Linked DNA regions of Rattus norvegicus: region 1 is linked to region 2. Evidence: chromatin contacts called from public Hi-C data. All regions are on one chromosome and are shown on one strand. The core of a region is the stretch at or near the end of the contact, and the rest is flanking DNA. Distances in the headings are between cores, read along the strand shown.

Region 1 (6,505 bases), core at 2,681-5,180, 57 kb after region 2:
AGACAGACAGACTATGGCCACAACAAGCCTTTAAAAAATTAGCATTACAGATTCCCTCTCATTCTAGTAGCTGAAAACAAAAACCAGAGAAAATGATATTGTACTCTTTTATTAAAATGTAAGTACATTTAATTTAGCCTTCGCAAGATATTAAGCCTAAGCCTGAAAAACACAGACAAATACGTTTCACAGCAGAAAAGATCAGCGATCACAGCACATTCCATTCTTGATTTACCGCCTAACAACTGCAACATCTGAACGCCAGGCTCACCGTTAACTCTTAGACCATTCTCCCCGAAAGGTTTAAAAACCATTTGCTGTTGTCACTACAAGGGAGATAGCCCAGGATCTGTTTTAAGTCAGTGCCTTAATACTACAGATTGAAAAACAAAAACCAACAAAAAGCAAACAAAAACTTAAATGTGATGGCATCATTAATTTGATTAAGACCAGTTTGCCCACCTCGAATAAAATTGCAAGCACAGGTTTACCCTGCCACAGGGTAAACCTCACAGAGACCCGGCACAATCCTTTCCAACCTCTGCCCTGGTGTGGTGGTGGTGGTGGTGGTGGTGGTGGTGGTGGTGGTGGTGGGTGCACGCACGCGTGTGCGTGTGTTGCCTTCCCACACCGGATATTCTCATGCACTGAGAGTGCAGCTTTTCAGAAAGCAATTATTAACCAGCTTGTCTTTGGCAGGTTAAAGACCACAGAAATGAGTCGCCTGAAAGCCAGGCCTCCCTGACACATCTGTAGCCACAGCAGTCTGGCCAAATTCCCACTGTCTTCTCTGGGGCATATGGAGCACATATACACATGTATATCCCATGTGCATGCGTGCTGGCCTAAAAGAAACAACCGGACCTTGTCGGGAAAGCCTCTCTCCATAGCTAGGTTCATGCCTGAAATCCCAGGAGTTGCAGACACAAGGATGAGAAGTTCAAAGTTATCCTTGGCTACCTAGTGAACATAGGGCAACCTAGGTTACTTGAGACCCTGTCTTGAAACAGACAGAAAAGGCCACCTTCAGGGGATGGGGAAACCTCCAGCTTGGGTTCAATGATGTGCCACTTCTGTAACAGGACAGCTCCGCCCTCCCCTCGGATCAACTGGATTTGAGAAGACTTTTGAGTTACTGCCTTGGGCAGCCTGGTCACAGTTAGCCGATGTGCCGTGATGGCGACTACTGAGTCAAGGAGGAGAAAGAGGAGGAAGTGTTCGGATGGGGCAAGCTGAGTGTACAGTGCCCAATGTCCGTCAGGGGACATCAAGGAAATAGAAGTTCCATGTCTGGAATGGAGGTGAGGGAGATAGTGTCTTTGAGACGCAGAGTCCAGAGCTCTACACTGGGGTCCAGGGTTTATGTCAGCTGTAGAGTAAGTGTTTAACATGTATGAAGCCCTGGACTCCATCCGCAGTATATGATGATGATGATGATGATGATGATGGTGGTGGTGGTGGTGGTGGTGATGATGATGATGATGACGACGACGACGACAACAACAACAATAAATATCGAACTGGAGTGAAATATACTGCCTTAGAGGAGAAGGGCATGCACAAGAGTTGCTGATGGCAACTGCAGGTCAGCAGTGCCTCTTTGGGTCCTTATACTAAAACGCGTTCATATTAAAATGATTTAACCTTTGCTGAGTAAACTTTTAAGGATGGGGGACACTTAACCTTGCACTCTGCCCTATAGGTACAAACAGAATCAGAAATGGCTTACTGCAGAAAAAAAGAGGGGTACATTCATCAAGTGCTTGGGGCCCTGTGCTTAAGCACCAACTATCTCCCCGAGTCAGAACAATCCTGGCGTAGAAGTCCTATGACTACCATTTCGCAGATGGGACACTGAGGCTGGGAGCAAAAGTGTGGGGGAGCTCAGGGCTGTCATGTCACAGCCCACAGTCAGGCAGCCTCTGGGCCAGATGGAGAACACTGAAGAACAATCATAATACATACGAACTGCTACTCAGTGAAGGATGGCTCAGCCTGGTGCCCAGCAAATCAGCACACCCTGACCAAGGTAATACTGCTATTGTCCCGTTTTTATAAACGGGAAACCTAAGTCTGGCAGAAGGGAAAGCCAACTGGACTCAGTGTTGAATTGGCCCAGTGGGTAGACCAAGGCTACAGTCAGAACCCTGCTCAGAGAGGGTCTCTAAGCTCCCCAGAAACGCTGAATAAATGACAGCATTTACCGACTACTGTGTGCCAGCGGCTGTGCTAAGCACTTGACACGGGGTGCTCTTATACATCTTCCAAACAATTCGATGAGGTGGCTTCCATTGAAATCTCCACTTTATATTTACGCATAGAAAGGGAAACTAAGGCACAGAGGGGTAAAGGTAGTAGCCCAAGGTCACACAGCTTGCTGGTGCATGGCAAAACCTAAAATTGAACGTGAGTCTCTCTGCTTCACAAGCACAAGCTCTTATCAAAATGATCGCAGTTAACAGCAGCTACTCTGCATTGAGTGTTAACTATGGACTCGGGTCTTTACATGCACACGGTCAACTAATTGGCAATCTATAGTACCTTCACCTCATTCCTCCAGGAACCAACAATAATGCGAACCCGTAATAAGTATCTTCAATGTGAAACGCCTTATTCACCAGATCTCAACACCTCAGAACAATCACCAGCAAAGGACAATTCCTCCTTCCTGGTTTTACCGAAGGCAAAAACGAGGTTCGGCGCGGTTTTCCCAGACCGCAGCTCCAGAGTGGCAGAGCTGGGACGTGCACCCACGTCTCCCGGACTCTAAGCTCTTCCTCACCGTGCCAGGTTGCACGTCTGGAAAGTTGAGCCATGCGGGCACGAGTCCCGCCGGGTACAGAGGGCGTGAGTCCCCGCGCTGCCGCCCCCCACAGCCGATGCCCACACCCGGCCGTCCGCCTGGTCACCCCGCCTGCGCTGACCCTCGGGGTCCGAGCAGCTACCAAATCACCACCACCCTTGCCCGAGACTGCTCCTGCATCAGGAGCCACGTACCTGGGCGTCCCAGCTGCACGCCCCGCGGGCTCCTCGACCGCGGCGTTCAGCACAGCGCGGCTCGCTAGAGACGCCGCCAGCTCCAGTGGCCCGAGTGACTTCCAGGCTGCCCACTTCCAAGCCGCTTCGCGCGAGGCCTCGTGGGAACTGTAGTTTCTCCCTAAGAAGCAGCGCACTGAAGAGAGCCTGGCGCGCGGGGCCTGCCGGGAATCGTAGGCACGCCACCGCACCACCTTCTGGGAATCGTAGTTTACTGGTCGCTTCGGTGCAGCGCCAGTCTCCAGAGGACTTCCGCAGCCCCGAGGGGTGTGAGGCAGGGAGGCGTGTCTTGTGTCGGCTCCAGCCGGGGATCCTGGCTCTTCACCCTGTTTGACCGGTTTCTCCTTTCTCCTAGCCACGTCCGCCTTCTCCCTCTGCTCAGGGAACCTTTCACTGTCCCTCTCCGCAGGGCGGGAGTCTACTACTCCGAGCCTGCGAGCCTGGGGAGGGGCGAGAAGACCGGAGCCGTGCGCTAGACCCCCTTCAGCGCTGGGCGGAGCGGGACGGCGGCGGCGCGCCCTCGCGCACGCGCGTTCTCTAGCGGACTCGGGCCAGGATTGCTGGGGGTGGGGGTCCCCCTGGGGCGGGGGTCGGAGGACTTCTTTTCCCACCCCCTTTTGGAACGCGTGCGCGAGCTACCGTGCACACGCGCGAGCTACCGTGCACACGCGCGAGCTACCGTGCACACGCGCGAGCTACCGTGCACACGCGCGAGCTACCGTGCACACGCGCGAGCTACCGTGCACACGCGCGAGCTACCGTGCACACGCGCGAGCTACCGTGCACACGCGCGAGCTACCGTGCACACGCGCGAGCTACCGTGCACACGCGCGAGCTACCGTGCACACGCGCGAGCTCTGGTTGCCGGGGTCAATCCGCCAAGTGCCGGGCTGCGGGACTAACCGTTCTGTTGGTGGGATCCTCCCACATCGTTTTCAAACGTAGCTTCCCAAGTCCCCTCTAGGTCTGTTCGTCTACACAGGAGCTCCGGGGTGCCGCAGAGCTCGCTGTCCCTTGTCGGGAGTCCTGTCACAGGTAACAGGCGCGGCTCCCGCCCAAAGGAGGTGGACACACCTACTAGCTCCCGCCCTTATGGATTCCCGGGAGCCGGAACGTGAGGACGCGGCTCCCCGTGTTCCTCTGGGCTCCAGACCGGTCCCGGAGATGGGAGGCGCAGAATCACGACCTGTAGGGGCTGCCTGGCAGGCCTTCTCTATTCATTCAGTAATGACATAGTCTGACGGTAACTAGTGTTTGTTGAGTGCCTGGGAAATATCGAGATTTAATCCACTCGTGGAAATGAGCGAAGATTCAACCTTAAAAAAAAAAAAAGAAAACGGTGTTGCCACTCGCACTCCATAAGGGATTCTGAGCAACTGGACTGGGATTGCTCAAACCTCTAAATCTCATGCATTCACTTTCTGATTAAGCCTGCGTCCTGGGAAGGTGTTCATTATGACATGATGGAAAGCACTTATTTCTTATCGGGACAGATCAGAGGCGTCATTCACTTGTTCATTAAGCAAAACATCTCATGTAATCTAATCCAGGTCATTGTAATCACAAGCAGTAAATACCTAGCAAAAATACCTGCATAAACTATTTTAGTTTAATTTTTGAGACTGGGTTTCCCCATGTAATTAGCTGGCCTGGAAGTTTTAATGTACACTAAATTGGCCTTGAACTCACAACGGTTTGCCTGCCTCTGCCTTCAAGTGTTGCAGTTGAAGGCATGCACTACTATGCCTGACCAACTTCAATTTTTTTTTTTTTTTCCGGAGCTGGGGACCTAACCCAGGGCCTTGCACTTGCTAGGCAAGCGCTCTAACACTGAGCTAAATCCCCAACCCTCCAACTTCAATTTTTACAGAAAGCCAGGCCTCTAACCACAGCACTCACAAGGCTGAGGGCAGGAGGGTTACTGCATATCATCTTGGGTTATCAAGTTAGAACTTTGGGGGGGGCATAATTTTCTATTAAAAATTCCTGAAGCCTACCTTTCCCTGAGACTCTGTAGGCTTAAAGTTAATGGTTGCTGGGGAGAGACATTTTGTTCAGTGGTATGGCCAATAGTTCATGCCCATGTGAATAAAACCTCGGCCATGCTCTTCTAAGTAACTAAACCAGCTGGTTCACATAAATAAAGTTTACATACAACAGTCAAAGATTAATCTCCACGGGCATGGTGGCACATACCTTTAATCCCAGCACTTGGGAGGCAGAGACAGTCAGGTCTGTGTGAGTTTGAGGCCAGCCAGGTCTACAAAGAAAATTCCAGGACAGCCAAGGTTGTTTACACAGAGAAACCCTGTTTCAGAAAAGCCAACAAATAAATAAATAAATAAATAAATAAATAAATAAATAAATAAATAAATAAATATTAATCTCAATAATGAGCTGTGATACCTTAAAATGTAAATATGTTTTCCATTCCATTTACAATTTAATTAAAAGTATGAGACACCAACAAAGATAGGAAACTGCCCAGTGTCTCTTAATAAACCAAATACACTGGTAAAGGGTCTGTAATTTACAGGGAAATCTACTTGGGAAGTAGAGGCAGGAGGATTGGGAGTTCCTTGGCTACACAGCAAGGTTGATGCTAGCCAAGGCTACATGAAATACCTCCCCCACCACATACACACACACAGGACCAATATCTATTAATAGGAATTTGTGTGACTGAGCAGTCAGATACTCTGCAGCTGGCAACTGTTACAGAGTGAAGTCCAGTTGTATATTAGCATCAACTAGTCTCTAGATACAGAGAGAATGTCTGTATATTGTATGCAGACATATGTAGACCACGCGTTATTATACTTCTATATGTACAGAATGCCTCTAGAGACATACAGAAAAAACATCACCAGGTCTCTGTCATGAAGAGGAAACAGAGGTGGCCAACTGTGAGATGGTGACTTTTTGTTCATATGGCCCTTGGTATCCCAATATTCTTTCCATGTCCATCTCAAAAAGCTAAGGAGAAATAATAGCTAACTCATAGTACCATCATAAGAATTAAATGGGGCCTAGGGAGATGGCTCAGAGGTCAAGAGCGCATATTCTTGGATCTCTTGACATGGGCCCAGCCTCCAGCACCCATGTTGAGCAATTCACAACTACCTGTAACTCAAGTCCCAGGGGGATCTGACACCTTCTTCTGGCCAACTTCCAGGGCACCTACACTCATGTGCACATGCCCCCCCACTCCCAGCACATACACAGAATTTAAAAATAAATTAAAACCGTATTAAACGCTGGTCAGTACTTTGTGGCCTTGTGCTCTTTGTGTTTGTGGCTAGGTGCTGTGGTTCCCAGGGATCTGAGCTACCTCTCTGCTCACTGGAAACTAACCCACCGTATTAAAATACGTTTGTCAGCCATAAAGAAAGTTAAGTGCATTCTGGCCTATTGAATCTGCCCAAAGTCCAAGACTGTGTGGGCGCACTTCAGCTCCTTAGCTGTAATG
Region 2 (6,697 bases), core at 1,766-4,265:
AATGAAGCAGTCACACTCTGTGATGACAGGTATCTCCCAGGCCTCTGAGATGCTCAAATCTCCCAGCAGCTAGCTGCAAGTCTTCAAGGAGCAGCATGCTGGCAATGCTGACACGCAGGGCATATCCACCTGGAGTTAGGATAGGGCTCTCGGTTCCTACTGAGCAACAATGACAGCGGCATCCATCGGCAATTATCTGGCTGTTTGGGAGTTTATTCACCTCCACTGTGGCCAGGAAGAAGATCCCGCAAAGGCAAAGCTGGCATTCCAAAGCCCTCGGTTCCCACAGCAGGCAAGCCAGCATAATGAGCACCCAGTGATGCCAACTATCTCCTCCCAGCTGCTGTTCACCCTCTGATGCCCAAGCGCTGCCCCCACCCCCCACACAGACGGATACTTAGTAAAGAGTGAATGGATGAAGATCCTGGGTGGTTAACAAGAACGCTCACCTCAGCTGGGCCCCTGGCCCTTCCATCTGCACCCCAGGCAACTGTCCCCCTTCACAGAGTAAGACATGGGTCTGGAATGACCTGAAAATCCATTTACGGTGGCTTGGAAACACAAGCTGACATTCCTTAGAATCCTGGCAAAGGCATACCTAAGAAGTCGTCCCCTCAGGTCTACCTTTGCGAGCCCTAGACACATGGCTCTTCAGACACCGCCAGGCCGTATGAAGGCCAGGGATGGGAGTGGGGGAGAGGGGCGCACAGAGTTGCCTCTCCTAGCTGTACCAACTAGCACAGCAGTGAATCCCATCTGTCCCCCTGCAGGGGCTGGCTCAGGAAAGCTCCAGCAATCCCACTGCCCAGGTGAGGGCCCGAGGCCCAGTGTGGATATGCCAACCCTGAACCGGCAGTGCAAGGTGTCAAGTTAACGAACTATCTAAATTCCATGAGATGGAATGCCCCAAATCCATGGGAGACCTCAGGCTGGGACATGTTACACCGGAACCCCAGCTTCCTAGTCTGTAACACTGAGCTCAAGCCGGGTCCGCTTTGTGGGGCCAGGGAAAGGACTCCAGAGGGCAGACACAATGGATACCAACAAGCAACGCTCACCCTCCTTCCTGCCTCTTAACTCTTTCAGCAAACACAAATACCAAGGACAGGTGAAGATATGGCCTCTGTCTAACGGGGAAGACCTCTGGGGAGGGGAGATAACAAACAGTGCAGCTTTTACCAGGGATCATGGCTAGGCTAACAGATGCCTCACTAGAGGCAACAACCTTAACAGAGACCCAAGGAGGAGGAAGGAGATGGGCAAGAAACCATCTGTGAGCAGGGCTGTGGATGGTGACAAGCCAGCACACGGCCCCAAAAGAGCCAAGCTGCCCTGCTGTACAGGACAGGAAGGAAGACAAGACCACTGAGGGGGGTGGAGATAAGGGAAGATGAAGTGTGGGGGGTGGGGGGTGGGGAGGTGCTTATGGGCCCTGCAAAGGACAGTGATGACAGTGAGCCAACCACAGGTTTCTGACCAGGAGAGGGACACGACCCAACTCAGGGGCTCAAAGACACTCCCTGGCTGTGGCGGGGCATAGGCTGTTAGGGGTGGCTGTACAGATATAGTGAGAGCCGTTCCACAGAGCAGGGGGGTGAGAGGGACAGGACTTGCAGAAGAGAAAGACAGGGAGATCAACATGAAAAAGTGGGTGACAGTGGCCAGAAGAGAAGCTACACCACTCCTAGAATGTTCTTACTAAAGAGTGACTCACACCACTCCTTACTAGCCCAATAAGAATACCCAGCACAATGTCTGATAGTCTCCTCTGCTTGATTAGGCTACGCCTACCAACACAGGGAACAATGGACCCACCAGGAGGCTACCAAGACACTCCCTAGAACTAAGTTGCTGAGACTGACGGTATGGGGACATCACTTTTGAGTATCCAGCTGGCCTGGGAGGTCCTAGGCACAGTGAAGTTTGAAGGGATGAGGCCTCTGGTGCTCAATAGAGGCCACTTTGCCACCCCTATTCCAGGGCACAGTTGGAGACATTTCTGATGGCCTCTACGGGAGTTGAGGAACTTGTAACTGGCACCCAGTGAATGGAGACCAGGCATCCCACAATGCACAGGGTCATTCTCACAATCAAGAATCTGACCCCGAAGGCCTGTAGTGCTAAGGCTGAGTCCGTGGTTCTGTCTGTGAAGCCCTAATAAATGGGAGATGAGAGAAAGTGCCGAGTTTTGCCCAAGACTCTACATAGACGTCAGACCTCCAGACTCTCAAAGATATTTAGGGTACAGCTGTAATACAACCCTCATTAATTAAAACCTGTACCACAACAAAGTCCTCCGGTAACTCTCAGGCAACTGGAAAGCCTAAAGTTGTAGGAAAAAGAATCCTGTCCAGGCCTCAGGCCCTAACTAACGCTGGTCGGAGTGAAGAAAACTGGAAGCAGGCTAGGCCCAGGCTTCAGCTGTCTCTACCTCACTCACTCCAGCAAGCGGCCAGGGTGGAGAAGGAGAAGCAGGCAGCTGCCATCGAGGAGGCTCCGCTTACTCCCAATCTCCGTCAACAAATATCTTGCTGAGCTTAGCTTCCTGGCATCAAGTAACCTGCCCCCCAGAAGCAGGGCTGCTTTCTGGCAACTGAAGCAAGCGCCCAGACAGATGCCAAGTTCCCAGACTGAAGAAGGGCTGGTGTGGAGAGCTGAGGATCAATTCCAAGTGACTTAGCTGTTGACAAGAAACTAGAAGAAAGAAACCCATCTCATTGTGACTTACAATGGAACACAGTGTCTGTCTGCAGATGAAAACACAGGGCCAAGTCCGCAGATGAAAAGCTGAGGATAGTGGGGAGGCCACTCTGCCAAAGTCGTGAGACAGGGCCCAGTGAAGCCAGAGCAGAAGCCGTCGTCTGACCCCTCCAAGCTCTGCTGACTTAGCCGCTGCTTCCCCACTAAGATCTTTACTCTACCACCAAGCAGAGTGAGGCCTGGCCTGGCAGCTTTCTGGGATGGAGAAAGTGGGCTATGCCCCACTGACAGCATGACTGGACCACCTTCAGGGTGAGAGCAACCACATTCTAGTCTGGAATGGGAACCGCTCAGGACCTGCGATGGCTAGTGACTGAGAAGCTGAGTCTCTGTTTGCACACGGCCATGAGGCCAGAGTCAGGAAGTCCCAGGCTTTGCCTCTAGGTCTAAGACAGTACAGGCTTGGGGGCATGAAACTCCCACTCTTTTTCTTTCCTTTTTCCTTTCCCTTTCTTCCTTTTTCTTTCCTCCCCCCCCCCTCTCTCTCTTTCTTCCTTTCTTTGAAAGAAAAGATCTCACTGTGTAGCCCAAGATAGCCTCAGATCTGGAGATGAGCCTGTCGCTTCAATCCAAGTGCTGGGATTAAAGGCAGGCGGCACCATGTTTTTACCAAATTCAACCAACTGAAGGCCCATGCTGAGTCTGCTCTTTCCCATAACGGAGCTTATTTATTCTGATACGCTTGACACATGCTGTGCTCTCTGCCAAGCATCCCCTTCCTCCCTCTGCATGGCTGGCTCCTCCTCTCTCAGACTGGGTACCACCTTCTCCGACATGCTCCTCTCTTCTTCTTTACTGTAAACTATCAGTACCACACACTTCACAGCCAGGAGTCTAGGTCTTGGTCTAGTGTCATGTCTTGTTTTGTCAGTGTTACCCTTCCTCTCTTCCCTTCTCTTTAAGAGTCCTGGGGAGTCTAAACCTCATACTCTGCATACTAAGAAGTGCTTTAACACTGAGTTACACAGCTACTGATTTATCTGCTGTCTGCCTGTCTATCTATGCCAGCTTATCTATCTATCTATCTATCTATCTATCTATCTATCTATCTATCATCTATCTATCTATCTATCTATCTATCTATCTATCTATCTATCTATGCCTATCTATCTATGCCAGCCTATCTATCTATACCAGCCTCTCTCTCTCTCTCTCTCTCTGCCAGTCTCTCTCTCTCTCTCTCTCTCTCTCTCTGCCAGCCTGGACAGCAGAGTGAGTTCTAGGACAGCCAGGGGCTATACAGAGAAAACAAACCTGTCTTAGAAAACAAAACAAAACAAACACAACAACAAACTCACCACCATTTATTTCCAGTAGATTTCCCATTTGTAATAAATCTGATTGTCTATGTGATTAAGGCTGGGCACAACAGAACCTGGCACAGACTAGAAACCCTATAAATGTGTGGTGGTGCGTACCTGTTTAATTCCAGCACACAAGAGGCTGGGGCAGGGGACCAAGTGTTTTGGGATAGCCTGGGCAATACGGTGAGAACATATCTCGAAACACACAATGGAAAAGGCCTGTAAACACGCTAAAGGAACACAGGTGCCTCTGCACCTAGCAGCTGCCCTCTCCTTGAGGCTCACACACCAAGGCGCTCTAGTTTGCAGGAAGTGTCGGCTCAGGGGACATGGGAGGACACCTGCCACAACCCACAACAACGGAGGGGCAGCAGGGGTGTCGGTATCGCCGTTCTCAGGCTTGCGGGTTCCCATTCCCATGAAACCGAGCTTGCCTCTTCATAAGGCTGAAGCTGCTGGCCTTCTGTTAACAGTACCGTGCAGCGCCTAATCACACAGGCTGACTCTCACACTGAGCCCATTCCAACTACCTGGGCAGTCCTGTTATAACCCCGCCCACCTCCCTGAGCGGAGTGAGGTGTCCGGAGAGTGTCAATCCTTTGCCGGAGGTCAGGGGCCAGAGCCACACCTGAAACCCAGGCAATGGCTCCAGGGTGTAAGCTTTTAATAACGACCCTTCATTGCATCTCAATCCCTATTTGGCATCTGCCAAAAGACACTGTGAGCGAGTGCAATTTAGCTGCTAACTGCGCCTCGTGAGTCACTTCTTCACGCCTGCACTTTGCCATGGTTTTCAAACCTACTGAATCGAGCTAAGGGAACAGATCTCAGAGCCCTCCTTGCCAAGTATACAGCATTGACAAGTGCAAAGGCAATTTCCATTCAGCCTGGCTGGAACTGTCATACGGAGAGCCAGTGTGGTATGCGTTACAGACAAGCCTTGATGCCAAGAAGGAATTACTGAAGGCCTACATGAGCCCACAAGGTCATCTCCAGAAGGGCTAGCCAGAAGACACCCAGAGTGATGATGTCCTTGCCTACCTGACACCGATTCCCCTCTTCTGGAGAACTCTGGTCACGGTGTCGGTGCACAGACTTCCCAGCCCGAGGCTCCGCACCCTCTGTACCTCCCTACTCTGCAGCCTCATTTACAGCGACATTACCCAGGAGTGCCCTCCCTGAGCTGCAACACACCAGCATCAGAAGCCAGGGTGTCTGGAGGAGGACGCTATGGATGAAAACACACGGCCTGTGCAGCTGCTAAGAGAAACTGTTTTTGTTTTTTTGTTTTTTGTTTTTTTGTTTTTTTCGGAGCTGGGGACCGAACCCAGGGCCTTGCAAGCTACCACTGAGCTAAATCCCCAACCGCTAAGAGAAACTGTTAACTGAGACTGAATGCATAGCTTCGAACTTGCTGTGTGACCTTGGACAAGTGACTTAGCAGCCCTGAGTACTTATCCAGGATGGGCTTAATGCCCTTTGCCCTCCTGGCAGCCATCGCTAGCACCGTGGACAGCTCCACACTGCCACTGCTCCCCCTCCACACCCCACTTCAGGTGCCTCTCCCCTACCCTCAGGCTTAAGGGGACCAATCATTTCCAAAGAGAGGATTCAAGCCAGAGACAAGGGTTGAGTAGAAGACCTCTGAGGGCCAGTGGGATTGTCCATGTAGTCAGACAGAAAGTAAACAGACTTGCCCCCAAGAGGAGAAACCAGTCCTACAGCTTCCCCAACATTGCTCTGGGCCCAGTTCCCAGGGCCAGTCTTTGATCTAGAAGAGTTAATTGTTTCCCTGGTTAGACAGACACAGAGCTCGCAAGGCTCTAGAACAACTGTGTTCCTCACAGGCTTCCTTTCAGCTCTCCGGATTGGAGCCAGGTGCTCCAGCATAGGCCGTGGGCAACTTCTGCAAATGGATCACAACACCAAAAGCACCGGGCTCCTGCTGATGGCTACATGCACCGGCAAGCAGACTCCCGTGCTTGCTAACGCTCTTAGACTGTTATCTGTAGTCTACAGGGGCAGATAGCTGGGAAAACCCTACATCCGAGGCCTTCATAGAGTTAAGGGTGGTCATGTGGCTTCTCTAGCTGGTGACTCAGAGTCAGGTCTGGCAGGTTTGACCAGAGTCCTCTGCTCCAGTTACCTTGACAGAAAAGCACTGTGTCCTTCGGGAAAGGTGAGGTGTTGCTGCTAATGATGGGCACCACTTCCTGAAACTGCCACCAGGTCCCCTGAGCCTTCCGTTCTGCAGAGCTCCAGACAGAAGGCAGAGCGTGTGAAATCATAGTAATTATCATAACAGCTGGCATCCGTTGATGTCACAGCATGTGTGTGCCCATTTTCAGAGTGTCACAAGTGTCAGCTCACTTCATCCTGAGCTCAGGAGCAAGAGGCAGGTACCAAGACCACCTTCAGTTACCTGTGGCCAGAGCCACGTACAGAGCGAGTACTGTGTCTGGAGCAGGGCACCTCAGATGGGTATTAGAACCCAGACAGTCAGGCTCCCGAGTCAAAAACTGTTTATTTAGGTTTCTTGGAGTTTTGTTTGAGACACGGTCTCAGTGTGAGGTCCAGGCTGACCTCAGACTCAGCTTCTCCCCATGATGGGGTAAAAAGTGTGCCGCCCTGCC

Evidence for each region. Hi-C and Micro-C count contacts between places; a contact is called where the count stands out from the background.
Region 1: a Hi-C map of kidney shows a contact between it and region 2, with 1.7 times the contacts expected there. The contact joins the promoter of Wdr87 here to the enhancer-like site in region 2. A contact is called at or near these places in 5 of 12 Hi-C or Micro-C datasets (the Rat2 cell line, Schwann cells, kidney and 1 more) and 1 of 1 datasets of contacts at active chromatin or transcription factors (oligodendrocytes).

The regions. Positions count from the first base shown.
Region 1 is chr1:93,949,836-93,956,340 of GRCr8, forward strand. Wdr87 (WD repeat domain 87) reads left to right here and starts at 3,931. Exons shown (of 7, transcript XM_063280682.1): 1 at 3,931-4,071. The region is part of intron 1 of LOC103689966 (MARCKS-related protein-like); the gene reads left to right. It also overlaps a transcript of Sipa1l3 not described here.
Region 2 is chr1:93,894,031-93,900,727 of GRCr8, forward strand. The region is part of intron 1 of LOC103689966 (MARCKS-related protein-like); the gene reads left to right. It also overlaps a transcript of Sipa1l3 not described here. Among named protein-coding and RNA genes, the nearest start is that of Wdr87, 56 kb to the right of the region's middle. Within about 2 kb of position 3,016, at least 20 of the 93 cell types and tissues checked have an H3K27ac peak or open chromatin away from gene starts, as enhancers often do.